2 separate regions of the Rattus norvegicus genome follow, and region 2 is linked to region 1. The links are chromatin contacts, called in public Hi-C maps. All regions are on one chromosome and are shown on one strand. Each heading gives the region's core, a stretch centred on a gene start, on an enhancer-like site or on the middle of the called end of the contact. The rest is flanking DNA. Distances are from core to core; before and after follow the strand shown. Region 1 has its middle 29 kb from the start of C1qtnf3. Region 2 holds the start of LOC120101289 (small nucleolar RNA SNORA17).

Region 1 (6,996 bases), core at 2,541-5,040:
CTCTTTCTCTCTTTCTTCCTCACCCCAGGCTAGGCCAAAGTGACTTTACAATGCCGATCTGCTTGTCTTCACCTCCTGAGTGCTAGGATTATAGGTGAACATCACCATTCCTGGGTTATGGGTTATTACAGCTTTACTCAGTCCTGGGCATCAAGCCCATGGCTTCCTGTGTACTGAGCAAGCATGCTACCGACTGAGCTGCACCCCACCCTGAACGGTTTATTTCTTCTCTGCCATCAGCAACACTGATTCACTTTATCCCCTGGGCCAGTCTTCTGGGTGCCTTGATGCTTCAGTATGTCACGTCTTTGCCAACGTCCAAGACTGTTCCCTCAAATTAATATAATGCCTTTTAAAAAAAGAACAGGTCATGGATATAGTGCACGCGCTGGGTAGTTTTATGTCAGCTTGATACAAGCTATAGTCATCCGAGAGGAGGGAATTTCAATTAAGAAAATGCCTCCATCAGATTGGGATTTTTTTTCTTAATTAGTGATTGGTGGGGGGGAGAACCCAGCCCCATTGTGGTTAATGCTGTCCCTGGGTAGGTGGTCCTGGGTTTTATAAGAAAGCAGGCTGAGCAAGCCAGGGGAAGCAAGCCAGTAAGCAGCACCTCTCCATGGCCTCTGCATCAGGCCATGCCTCCAGGATCCTGCCATGTTCGAGTTCCTGTTCTGACTTCCTTCAATCATGGACTACAACACAGAAATATAAGCCAAATAAACCCTTTCCTCCCCAACTTACTTTTGGCCAAAATGTTTTATCACAGAAACAGTAACCCTACCTAAGCTATCCTACCATGATTTTGCTAACACACCTCCCAAATTGTAAAGAATGCTGGCTTTGTGTTGACTCAGACTGTAAGATTTATTTTGGCCACTCAGGTTCATACCTTGAAGCTCTCTGAAGAAAGCAATGTACACAGTCTGTCTCTTGAGAGCAAAGGGAAAAAACATGGAGGTGTGGTAGGAGGGGACATGGGAGGGGCTGGAGGGAGGAGAGTGAAGAGGGAAGTGATGTAATTATATTTTAATAAGATCGTAAAGAAAAGGAAAGTAATATATAGTGTTATTTATTTCATCCTGGCAGTTATTTCCAATTTAAATCAATATTTAATGCAATTTCAGTTAACTTTTTTGGAGATCTTTCTGTAAGCATTTCATTACTTAAAATGTTGGCGATAGGTGTTGTTTGCAGAAATATGTATGAAAAAAGCAGGTGGCAAATTAGCAAATACACAGATGCCCCTGTTTTGTCCCCATGTGTGTAATAAGGAAGTGTAATGAACATTTTAATCATATCTCTGTTACAAGTATAACAGAAGAAAGATTCAGTAGGAATAATATTGTATATTGCTTGGTCTTAACTGTACCAGCAACTTTATGGTCCATAGACTCCTCATCTACCGTGTTGTATGCACAGAAATCTTAAGACTGGTCCAGGTAAAGTAAGCTGAGAGGCTTCAAGGCCTGGAGTCTGACCATGATTTCCAGCTTGTTGCTGGCTGTATGTACTTAGCATTGGACTGTCTTATGCTGAGGAGTCCATTTTTCTTAGCCCATTCAGAAACTAGGCCGTGGACCGTTTGCTGTCTTTCCTGGGAGAAAGGTACTCTGCTTCTGGGGTTCTGCAGCTGATCTGCCTGACTGAGCTGCTTTAAGGCTGGCTTCCTCTGGTTAGCACCTCTGAGAGACACGGTGGGAGGATAGGTAAAACCTTGGCAGGGAATTGTGCTTCTCTAAGTTGAAGTCCCAGGGAGAAAAGGGGAGGGGGACTTATCTCTGCCCTTTGTTCTCAGTACTTGTGAGATTCTCAGAGCTGTGTTAACATGGTAAAAAAAAAAACTCACTTCGCGTCTGCACGTAAATTCAGTCATAAATTGGATAAGAGCTCATAAACAGAGAATGCCTATGTGCTTATACAATAGGAGCAATTATGTGGCTTGATGTTCACCATTTGTCATTGGCTTACAGGGTCGTGGAAAAGTTTTAGACTATAACTAAGCTGTCCTTGAAATTTGTTTAGATAAATTCAGTCAATATCTTATCTTCTGTTTTTGCACCTGGGGTCCTGTGGTATAGATCGTCTTTATGACCTTCAGTTAATGGTATCTGTAACCCCTTAGAATGTGTCCAAAGTTTTAGAAGTCCACTGTTATCTTAGAAGCAATTTAGCAGTTCTATTATAAAAGGGACTGAATGTCTCTGTGGGTGTTGCCATTTGGAAACAATGGTAACCCTTGCAATGCTAGATGTTTCTGCAGAATGAACACTCTTTGTCTTTGAATACTGAGTCTGGGGTCTTTTTTCAGCAATTTTCAGATGCCTACAATCTCTCTCTCTCTCTCTCTCTCTCTCTCTCTCTCTCTCTCTCTGTCTGCTTCCCTCTCTCCGTCTCCCTCTCCCTCCCCCCCTTCTCTTTATGGGTTTCATAGCTCTTGATCTGGAAAAGAGTTAAGAAATGTATCAGCTGGGAGCGATCAGGTAGAAGTTTAGCTAATCCTGGGTTTAATCCTTCAGGTTTAGTTTCTTTTCCGGGTCTTGTGGCTACTCAACAAATCCCATAGATCTATGTCAGATTTTAATTCTATTAAATGCCTCTGCTGCTTTAGAAAGAGCATTCATTAGTGTGCCTGTTTTCCTTCTAAACATGTTGCAGTGGCTTTGCCGAAGGAGTAACAGGTTTGTAAAACCTTTCATAAATAATATAAAGCAAAACTCCCAAACTCCACCAACTGAATTTGCTCTTTGAAGATCTTATGAGCAGAGGAATAAACCTAGCAGACATGGTTGGAGCCACCTCAGGTCTCCTGAAGGCCTCTCGGTCTTCTTTCACTCTCTTCCTGAGGACATTCTTTTATTTTTTAATTCTTCTCTCATGTAACACATCCCTACCACAGTTTTCCCTCCCTCCACTCCTTCGTTCCTCCCCTGGCACCTCACCTCTCCCCCAGACCCACTCCTCCTCCCTTTCCCTTTGGAAATGAGTAGGCCTCCCAAGGAGGTCAACAGAACACAGGATAACATGTTACAATAAGTCTAGGTGTGGACCCTTATATCAGGCTGGACGAGGCAACCCAGTAGGAAGATAAGGGTCCTGAGTGCAGGCAAGTGTCAGGGACACTACCACTGTTAGGAGTCCCACAAGAACACCACACCACACAACAGTAATATACACACAAGAGGACCTAGCCCAGAGCCATGTGGGCTCCCTGGTTGCTGCTTCAGTTTCTGTGATCCCCTGTGAACCCTGATTGATAGATTCTGCTGGTTGTTTTCTTATGGCGGGTGCTTCCCCAGGCACCAGGCAAGCTGGAAGAGGCAAGCGATTCCTTGACCGCTCTCTTCTCATTAAGACATAACAAGAGAGGCCTGATTTCCAACCCCCTCCTTTTTTCTTTCTTAAAGGAAGCTTGTCTAGTTCCTCTGACCACCTCTTTCCATTCAAGTTTGTAAAACAGCCTTCCTGCTGACTGCCAGGAGATCATTGGGGGCCTAACCACCACACAGCTTTTCCTAAGTTTGCAGTTGTGAGTACCTCTGTTTCCATTCTACCACCCTAACGCAGGTTAACTAGCACGAGGCACCTGATCCCCGCCGAGGGCAGAGAGCAAAGGAAAGCTGTAGAGAAATCCTGAGCACTGAGGGCAGAGATCAGAGGAAAGCTGTGGAGAAATCCTGAGAACTGAGGGCAGAGATCAGAGGAAAGCTGTGGAGAAACCCTGAGCACTGAGGGCAGAGATCAGAGGAAAGCTGTGGAGAAATCCTGAGCCACAAGGAGCCACTTTCATCGACCTGTGCAGAGAGCAGCTAAGGCATAAAACATTGCTCATAAGCCTGTTTGAGAATCCTATGCTGAGTACAGCGCTGTTTCTCTCAGGCTTAAATCCCAAATGAGCCACCTTTATCAGGTATTGGCAGTAGCTTCTTGATTTCTACCAAGTGAGCAAAAATGAATCTTGAGCCGATTAAGAGTGAATCAGCTCTGCCACTTTGTGATTTATTGGCTAAAAGCAGAGTTAGGCTAATCGCGTTGGGGCAGGCATGGCTAGTATCTGCTCATGTGCCCCTGCTGCAATCCCTTCAGCCTTTTCTGAGCTCTTCCTGACATTGCAGCCTGCTCTGCCTGTCCAAATACCCCATCCACTGGCTCCTGACATCATAGAGGCCTTGGAAGAATTCCTGGTGTGACGGGTGTGCAAAACCCTTTCCCAAACCTAAACCACACCTCTTTCCAAACCAGGTAATGCTAAAAAGTTCCAGGAATGAGGGGAACTGTGTTGTGCATCTCTTTACAGGCCTCTGTTTTGAGCCTTCCAAGCACACAGCCAACATCACAAACATCACAAACCTCAAGAAAAGAGCACACAGCTTTTTATTAGATAATGCAACGTGTTGACTCACGACTTTCATTTTTTTCCCCTCTGTGATAATAAAATAGAACACGTCAGTCAGGGTGACCTGAATTCCTCATCCTGGGGCATGACTGTTCATATGTGACTCTGAATAAAATGTCTTTTTATCCCCATTGAACAAAGTGTGTTTTACATTAATCTTCCTTTCTGTTCCAGAGATGTACAATGTGTTCCGTCTAGAAGTTGCTTACCATCCTGTTTCTCTCTCTTTCCTGTGGCTAAGGGTCTCAGAGGAGCCAACCCCTCAGTATGCTCTCTACACACCAAGGTGAGACCTGTGGTAGACGTGGACAACCCCATCTCTGAACCCAGGTGTCCGAATGCTAAGACCCCAGCTGTGGACCCCAGCTGTGGAGTAATTCCATTGACATTGCTCTTCGGACATAAACGCCCCGCTTCATGAAAAGGCTCTCATTTTTTAACAAGTAAGCCAGCATGTGCATTTTCCTTCTCCTTACTCCATGGGATGGAATGGATCCTGCAGCTGTTTCTCTCATTCCAGCAAAGTGGGATTCACAGAGACGCTCTGGAGTGCCTTGGCTGTGCTAGCAGCTAGAGGACTGCTATGTGGCCTGTGGTCAAGTTAGAGGTAGCAGCTGGGATTTGCATTTAGGAACTTACTTCATGGTGATGGTCAGAGTCCAGAAAGCCCATTTGTATGAAGGCCTCCTTTTCAGACTGTAATGGCTGCCTTCCATGATAGAAAATGCTGGAACAAAGGGGCCTAGGTTACCAGGAATGTCTTAATTTACTAGAGTTATATATAATTCTTTTTTTTCTGATCCTGTGGGTTGGTGTTGGGAAGAGTCAAAGGACAGTGGTCTGTGGAAGAAGTCACTGTGCTGGGCTCCGAGAGACCACAAAGCAGGGTCCCTTTACATAAGAACTCAACAGGAGGGAAACCACACACAGAAAAAGACTTCATTATCCTACATAGTTGGGCCCATTATGAGGCAGACTAGCCTTTAATTTTCATGTAAGCCAAACATTCAACCAATGCTCAGTCTACATATTTTAGGGCAGTAGTAGCCACTTTCAAATGTTAGAAAGACTCTAAGAAAATCAGTCTATCATATCCTTATTGAATTAGTGAGGGTTTTGTAGAGGAGCAGAACTGATATGCCATATGTACACACACACATGCACACATAGATACACACATACATGTACTCATATATACATATACACACATACACATATCTACATATACATAGATACGCACATATACATACATGTATACACACATGCATATACACATATACATACATAGATGCATACATATTATAGATGCATACATATTTAGTGTATAAAAAAGGTATGTACTAGATGGGATCACAGAATATGGTCTTGACAGTTCAGAAATAGCTGTCTCCACACTAAAAAGGCTGAGAACGCACAGTTGCTCAGAGCACGAGTCTCGATGCCTTAGCCATACCAATATGGTGGGTTGAGACCCCTCTGGGTATCGAATGACCCTTTCACAGGCCAAGACCATTGAAAAATCTCAGATTTACATTATAATTCCTAACAGTAGCAAAACTACAGTTATGAAAGACCAACAAAATAATTTTATGGTTGGGGTCACCACAACATGAAAGACTGTATTTGAGGGTCACAGTGTTAGGAAGGTTGGGGTCTTCAGGATTCTTGGAAAGACACTAGTTTTCAGTCCAGGTTGGAAGACCAAAACAATTTGGGTTCTAGCCGTGAAGGGTGTTAGTCACAGCTAGAAGATAATGCAGTACTCAAAAACCCTGAGACCTTGGCTGCCAAGATGGCTCTGGGTAGAGATGATTTCCTGATGATCTCACCTCTGAAGTCCTAACATAGAGGCCTCTGCCAGGAGATACTGCCTACATTTAGAGTGTGTCTTCCCACTTCAAATAATATCATCATCACCACCACCACCATCACCATCTCACACGTGTTCCCCAGAGCTTGTTTCTGAGCTGACTCCAGACTCAGTCAAGTTCAAAACCGAGATGAACTGTCACGACCACCAAACAAAACTCCCCTTTCTTCTTGGTCATTAGATGTTACTTGTTCACCATCAGTAGTACATGCTGTGGAGATGTGGCCTTTTGGAGACCTAGCCTCCTCCTAGCCTTCCTCATTCTATGCTGATTTTCACCTTTATTTCATTAGCAGAGCATTGAGCTTTGTACTGGCTCCTTAGAGGTGAGCAGCACTAGAAAACTGATGCTTCTGCCGTGTGTTGGACACACTGAAAAAATTTCCTACAGTGAGAGGCACTGGAACACTATTATTTCCAGAACTCAGCACCAGGAAGACAAAACCCACAGCAATATAAACAACTCAATGCGACTGAATAGATGGGACTGGTACACCACCTCGATTGGCTTGAATATGTATAGGGATGCAGCTGTCCACATGTAAATATACTTAAGCATTTGTTGGTGACACTGAAGGGCCAACTCCTAGAGTGCAGTCATAATGGGGCCTGGGAGATAGAAATGGCTTTCTAACCAAATGAACCAAGGAAAACTGTCCAGCAGTCAGTTTTACTTATTCCCAGCTTCTTATCAGACTTGGCTATATAACATTGTTCTCAAAACCTTGAC
Region 2 (6,996 bases), core at 2,928-5,427, 460 kb after region 1:
AGCAAGGTGCAGGGCCTGCTCTCCAGCCCTCCAGCATCCTGTGGCAGCTGAGTGGCAGTATCTCTCACTAACTCACATTGCCACATACCAGACAAGTTGTGGAGCCAGCTTTCCCACGCTCACATCCCTGGGGCTCTACAACTCCCTCAGTGTGCTGGGCCCACTCTCCTAAGTCTTGCAGCTGCCTGGGTCAACTTTCCTACATTCATACCCCCTGGGCCAGCTCTCCCATAATGCTGAGGTAACGGGTGTGGCCAGTTCTGTAGAGCCCTCATACATCAATGTGTCACTGGGTAACAGCCCAGACCTGGAACATCTGCCATTGCCTAAGCCTCCAGCTGTTGTTGCAGGGCCATGGTCCCAATCATGGTCCCCAGTGGTGACATAGGCCAGGACCCAGGGGCATCATTGGTGACTCACATCAGGCTGTTCCTCACTACCCTTGAATCTCTAGTTCTGCCTCTCTTCATTGTGCCCACATCCTTCTGTTTCTCTTTCTCTTCCAGTTCTCCAACACTTACTCTGCTTGCCTGGGGTCTCTGAGTATCTAGGGTCATCTCAGGTGTGGTCTCAGAAATGCTGTGCTCCACTTGTGCATCAAGGCACTGGGTAGGGGTTATCTTGAGCATGGTTCACTCCACCCCAAGGTCTGCACAGTGGACTGGACTGGAGGTCCTCTCAGTTTCACTTCTTGAAGGGACTGTTAAGCTACTAATCATTCCAATGTTCATAGGTCAGAACACCGAGTGTAGACAGAGCCTCGCTCCTCTCTGCCACCTACTGACACCCATGTGACCCAGCAGCCCCACTTGCAATGCCTCTGGGAGCAGAGGTCTGTTTATTTTCACTTTGACTGTCTGCCATCTTGACTTACAGGAAGATGATTTCCTCTGTTGTTTACTCTAGATAAGAATTGGGTCTTCTGGTCAAATTGTTGGTGACTGTGGGTCAACATCACACTGTCTGGCCTTTGCCCTTTTGTATGCTTCCACTCTTTTCCATTTATTGGTTCTACAATTTTTCTAAGGAAATGTTTAATGATGCAAACTTCCAGTCTTCCACTCACAGAGTTCAATTTGCATAAGTTATATGGGGAGATATTTTCCCCCTTAAGCTCCAGTAATTATGACTCAGAATTTCCAGAGGGGACCTCAGATATTGTTTTTTTTTTTAATCCTGCTATGGATGGATCTAAGGATCACAGAGAGGTTCTCGAGTCCAGAATTCTTGACCCAGTGGTCAGTTAAGTGTCCCAGAACCTCTCAGAGGTCTGGAATAGAGCATGGGCATTTGTATTTTTAGAAAATACAATTTGTTAGAAATTGAAAGACTTGCATTCTCGGCACTGGATGGCTAAGCTAAGGATGTTAAGTCAATTTCAGCTTCATAGGAAGTTTGAGGTCAGTCTGGTTTACTTGAGACTCTGCCTCACAGATGGGGGAGGGCAGTGAGATGGATCACTGTATGAGTACACATTCCACCAAGTCTGACAAACTAAGTTTGATTCTGGAAGCCCACAAGGTAGAAAAAAGAAAACGAATTCCTACAAGTTGTCCTCTGACCCCCACACGTGTGCCACGGCATGCACATACATACCCCTTCACATGTAAGTGTCTGTTAGTTAGGAAAAGAGTTATTTCAATTAATATTGGAATAAAGGGACCTGTATGTGATTTGGCCAGGATTATGAAGGAAAATGGGAGCATCTGGCAAATTGCTACCATTATGAATTTTATTATTATCTGGTAAAGTCTGACATTGTGGATAGACACAGATGTGTTTGTCTGCATTTCTGATGCCGTTAAAACAAACTATCAGAACAACCTGAAGCCTTGGCGAGTTTGATATCCATGGCAGCTGACATCCACAGACTGAATGAATAATCTTGGGTCCAGCGCCAGAGCTGGCAAGTGACTCAGACAGAAAAATGGCGACATTGCATACAGCTGCTCTGTGATGGCAACATCACCTGCCCCATTTGTGATCCATGCCTTAAAGGTGAACAGATGGTTGACCTGTAAGTTCAAACCACACTTCCATCAGTAGCTGTGTCGTGGATACCCACACAAACCAACCACACAAGGAAGGTGTGACAGAACGGAACAGCTCCACCCGAAGGCGCTGCTCCAGCCCATTGTGAAACTCTAAGAACACCCCAACTTTTTGTCTTCAAAGCATCTCTCTCCCTTCACCTAAGGTGACTGACATCAAAGCCCACTTATTGAAAAGGGACAAACATGAGTTCCCTACACATTGTGTGTGAGAGAATCAGCTGCTAAAACTCTCTCAGGAAACTAAAGTTTTCCTGAGAACTAACATGTACCCAATCCTTCCTCCAATATACACATGGGTGCTTGCATAAGAAACCTCTTTTCTTTTCTTTTTTCTCATTATGCCTAATGGCTCTGCCAAATAAAGTCAATTCATATAAAGTGACTACTTCAAAAGCCAAAAAAAAAAAATGCTTCCTATTGGTAATTTTATATGGCTGAAACTAATATTTGAGGTACTAAGAAATAGATACCTCATATTGGGAACATACACTGAACTGTTTTTCATTACTCCCCTCAGATGCTTGAGGCTGGATAGCTGATGATAAGGAAACGTTTATTCTGACTCAGGGTTCTGAAGACCCAATGTGGAGGAGCGTCAAGTGATGGCCTTACTCCTGGCAAAGACCAGGTAGCACAGCACATCGCACGGCAAGATGCTAAGACGTGCATAATGAGTTTAGCGATCTTCTTTTAAAACCTCCAAGGCAACACATGCAAAGAATTGTATTCCCAACCAGCATCCAAACCCTTCTAAGTACCACAGTCAGATTAAGTTTCTGCCCTCTTCATACATCCCCTCAGGGACAGTCTCGGACATGAGCCCTCGGGAGCCATATTTTAACTATATCCAAAGTGTAGCAGGAGCTAAGACGCAGAAATGGTCCAAACTCCAAAAGTCTCATTCAAAGAGTGGCCCTGTTCCCAGAGACCAGGCTAGGATGTGATGCAAACATTTCTTAGTTGGCGATAAGTGAATCATTGCAAGCCCCATTCTGTCTCCCAGGAGGGATTTCTACCCAGATATGTACATAATGTCTCCTCGGCTCCTTCTGATTTTCATTCCCTTTGAGTTTTTTGGTGGCTCACCTCAGAATGGGGCCTCTTTCACTACCATACATAAAACTGTAAGCTTGACTAATCCCCTAGGATTCTGTCAACCTTTCCTGCGGTATTTTCCATAGCATTTATTCTGATCAGTTATCAGTTCTGGAATGGAGACTGTGAATGCCAATGGACTGTTCTCACTTTCATATCCTCAGGGCATAGAAGGCTTCGTGGCATACAATAAACATCTCTTGAATTAATTAACAAATGAACAGCTGGCGAAACCCCCGGGCTCTTCTTCTTGGTCAGTCAGATCTGATGTGAACAGAGAAGCATGTGACAACAGTGTCAGGCTTCTTAATTAAGTGATCATTAGCATCACTCCAGATGAATGGAGCCCAGCCTCCTGTGATCACTACCTGACTACTGCAGATACCTGTCTTCCCTAGATCCCTATGAGGATGTCATAGCTTCCCAGCACCCTTCAAAGAAGGGAAGATGCAGCTGCAGAGAAGTTGTAGCCACATAGCTATTTAACAAGAGAAACGTTTGAGAGGGCAACTGAAATGGTGCCATAGGGATAGAAGGTCTGTATTGACTAATGATTTGAGGAGTCTAATCTTCGCTGGGCTGTTATTGTGAAGGGGACCAAAAGCCTTTACTACTAGGGCTAGAGAGATGACTCAGTGGTTAAGAGCACTGGATGTTCTTCCAGAGGTCCTGAGTTCAATTCCCAGCAATCACATGGTGGCTCACAACCATCTATGATGGGATCCGAATGCTGTCTTCTGGTGTACAGATATACATGCAGATAGAGCACTTATAAATAAGTGAATGAATGAATAAATGAATAAATAAATAAATCTTAAACAAGAACAAAGCAGCAGCAACAAAAATCCTTTGCCACTGATCCTCTCTGGCCTGAGATAAATCCTATTTTTGTTGCTTCTGATGAAGGTCAGTATAAAAGCCTATTGTCAAAACACATCCTAACTGCTTTCATCTGACTGTCTCCACTGGGTTGCTCAATTACCACAGTCCACAGTCAGTCTCGATGATTCATTTCAAGCCAAGGCCCTACAACCATGTTATACAATCCCAAAGGAAGACATAGTAAGCAATGTAAGTGGGTCAACTACCCAATGCCTACTAGTGCCGAGGTATAATGCAGATATCCCAAAGTGAATCAGTTTGCATTGGAGTTTGGAGCCCTTCTCATGCTAACTCTCCCACTCTGTACTATAAAGAAGAGGCAACAGAATGATTTTGGCATCCAGCCACATGATGAACAGGCCAACAGCTGGTGTTGGAGCTACAGAAAAGGGAAAGGAAAAGGAAAAAAAAAATCTCACCAGCTTTCCTCTTTGGAAGCTGTTTGCAGATTGTTTTGTGTATACATATTCGTGTGTGTGTGTGTGTGTGTATGTGTGTGTGTGTGTGTGTACACGCATAGGTGCAGGTACACATGTGAGAACATCTATGTGTTTGTGCTTGATCATAATAGGGCTATGTATCCTTACCCAGGATTCCTTTTGTCCCCTTGCTTTTGCAAAAGTAGCTTTGGTAACTTGCTGTTTCTAACCCTGGGTCGATTTGATGAGAAGCTTAAAGAAATACATGAACCCCTGTCTTTGTCTGCATTGTCACAGGGAGACAGTTTCACAGACCCTTAAGATCTTGTTTATGTAAGTCACACGAATATGCTAACGTATTAAAGGGATTAAAGGGTTATCATCTTCTCATTGAGCACTTCACTTTAAAGGAGGAACTTTCGGAGAGAGAGACCCAACCGCCTGGTCAGGTGGGCACTCCTGAGGCTGCAGAGCGGAAGAGACCACCAACACTGCTCACCCCTGCCCACATCCCTGGCCCAAGAGGAAACTGTATAAGGCCTCTGGGCTCCCGTGGGGGAGGGCCCAGGAGCGGCAGGACCCCTGCCGGAGACACCGCCAGACCCTGAAGGAAACAGACCGGATAAACAGTTCTCTGCACCCAAATCCCGTGGGAGGGAGAGCTAAACCTTCAGAGAGGCAGACAGGCCTGGGAAACCAGAAGAGACTGCTCCCTGCACACACATCTCGGACGCCAGAGGAAAAAGCCAAAGACCATCTGGAACCCTGGTGCACTGAAGCTCCCGGAAGGGGCGGCACAGGTCTTCCTGGTTGCTGCCGCTGCAGAGAGCCCCTGGACAGCACCCCACGAGCAAACCTGAGCCTCGGGACCACAGGTAAGACCAAATTTTCTGCTGCAAGAAAGCTGCCTGGTGAGCTTGGGACACACGGAAGCAGAATTTCTCTAGAACCGGGCACGTTCTGTGTTTACCGGAAGTCCCACACCCGCGGATCCCAGCCCGCAGCAGCTCTCTGCTCCCAGACCCGGTGAGAGAGAGACCCAACCGCCTGGTCAGGTGGGCACTCCTGAGGCTGCAGAGCGGAAGAGACCACCAACACTGCTCACCCCTGCCCACATCCCTGGCCCAGGAGGAAACTGTATACGGCCTCTGGGTTCCCGTAGGGGAGGGCCCAGGAGCAGCAGGACCCCTGTGCCTGAGACACCGCCGGACCCTGAAGGAAACAGACCGGATAAACAGTTCTCTGCACCCAAATCCCGTGGGAGGGAGAGCTAAACCTTCAGAGAGGCAGACAGGCCTGGGAAACCAGAAGAGACTGCTCCCTGCACACACATCTCGGACGCCAGAGGAAAAAGCCAAAGACCATCTGGAACCCTGGTGCACTGAAGCTCCCGGAAGGGGCGGCACAGGTCTTCCTGGTTGCTGCCTCTGCAGAGAGCCCCTGGACAGCACCCCACGAGCAAACCTGAGCCTCGGGACCACAGGTAAGACCAAATTTTCTGCTGCAAGAAAGCTGCCTGGTGAACTCAAGACACAGGCCCACAGGAACAGCTGAAGACCTGTAGAGAGGAAAAACTACACGCCCGAAAGCAGAACACTCTGTCCCCATAACTGACTGAAAGAGAGGAAAACAGGTCTACAGCACTCCTGACACACAGGCTTATAGGACAGTCTAGCCACTGTCAGAAATAGCAGAACAAAGTAACACTAGAGATAATCTGATGGCGAGAGGCAAGCGCAGGAACCCAAGCAACAGAAACCAAGACTACATGCCATCATCGGAGCCCAATTCTCCCACCAAAACAAACATGGAATATCCAAACACACCAGAAAAGCAAGATCTAGTTTCAAAATCATATTTGATCATGATGCTGGAGGACTTCAGGAAAGACCTGAACACACTTAGGGAAGCACAGGAAAACATTAATAAACAAGTAAAAGCCTACAGAGAGGAATCGCAAAAATCCCTGAAAGAATTCCAGGAAAACACAATCAAACAGTAGAAGGAATTAAAAATGGAAATAGAAGCAATCAAGAAAGAACACATGGAAACAACCCTGGATATAGAAAACCAAAAGAAGAGACAAGGAGCTGTAGATACAAGCTTCACCAACAGAATACAAGAGATGGAAGAGAGAATCTCAGGAGCAGAAGATTCCATAGAAATCATTGACTCAACTGTCAAAGATAATGTAAAGCGGAAAAAGCTACTGGTCCAAAACATACAGGAAATCCAGGACTCAATGAGAAGATCAAACCTAAGGATAATAGGTATAGAAGAGAGTGAAGACTCCCAGCTCAAAGGACCAGTAAATATCTTCAACAAAATCATAGAAGAAAACTTCCCTAACCTAAAAAAAGAGATACCCATAGACATACAGGAAGCCTACAGAACTCCAAATAGATTGGACCAGAAAAGAAACACCTCCCGTCACATAATTGTCAAAACACCAAACGCACAAAATAAAGAAAGAATATTAAAAGCAGTAAGGGAAAAAGGTCAAGTAACATATAAAGGGAGACCTATCAGAATCACACCAGACTTCT

Evidence for each region. A called contact is a pair of places that touch in the nucleus more often than the background predicts.
Region 2: a contact with region 1 is called in a Hi-C map of liver, with 4 times the contacts expected there. The contact joins two enhancer-like sites.

Annotation. Positions count from the first base shown.
Region 1 is chr2:61,611,446-61,618,441 of GRCr8, forward strand. No RefSeq gene overlaps it. Among named protein-coding and RNA genes, the nearest start is that of C1qtnf3, 29 kb to the right of the region's middle. Within about 2 kb of position 3,791, at least 3 of the 93 cell types and tissues checked have an H3K27ac peak or open chromatin away from gene starts, as enhancers often do. A contact at or near this core is called in liver, where this site is marked.
Region 2 is chr2:62,066,829-62,073,824 of GRCr8, forward strand. LOC120101289 (small nucleolar RNA SNORA17) reads right to left here and starts at 831; the gene lies at 700-831. Within about 2 kb of position 4,178, at least 11 of the 93 cell types and tissues checked have an H3K27ac peak or open chromatin away from gene starts, as enhancers often do. A contact at or near this core is called in liver, where this site is marked.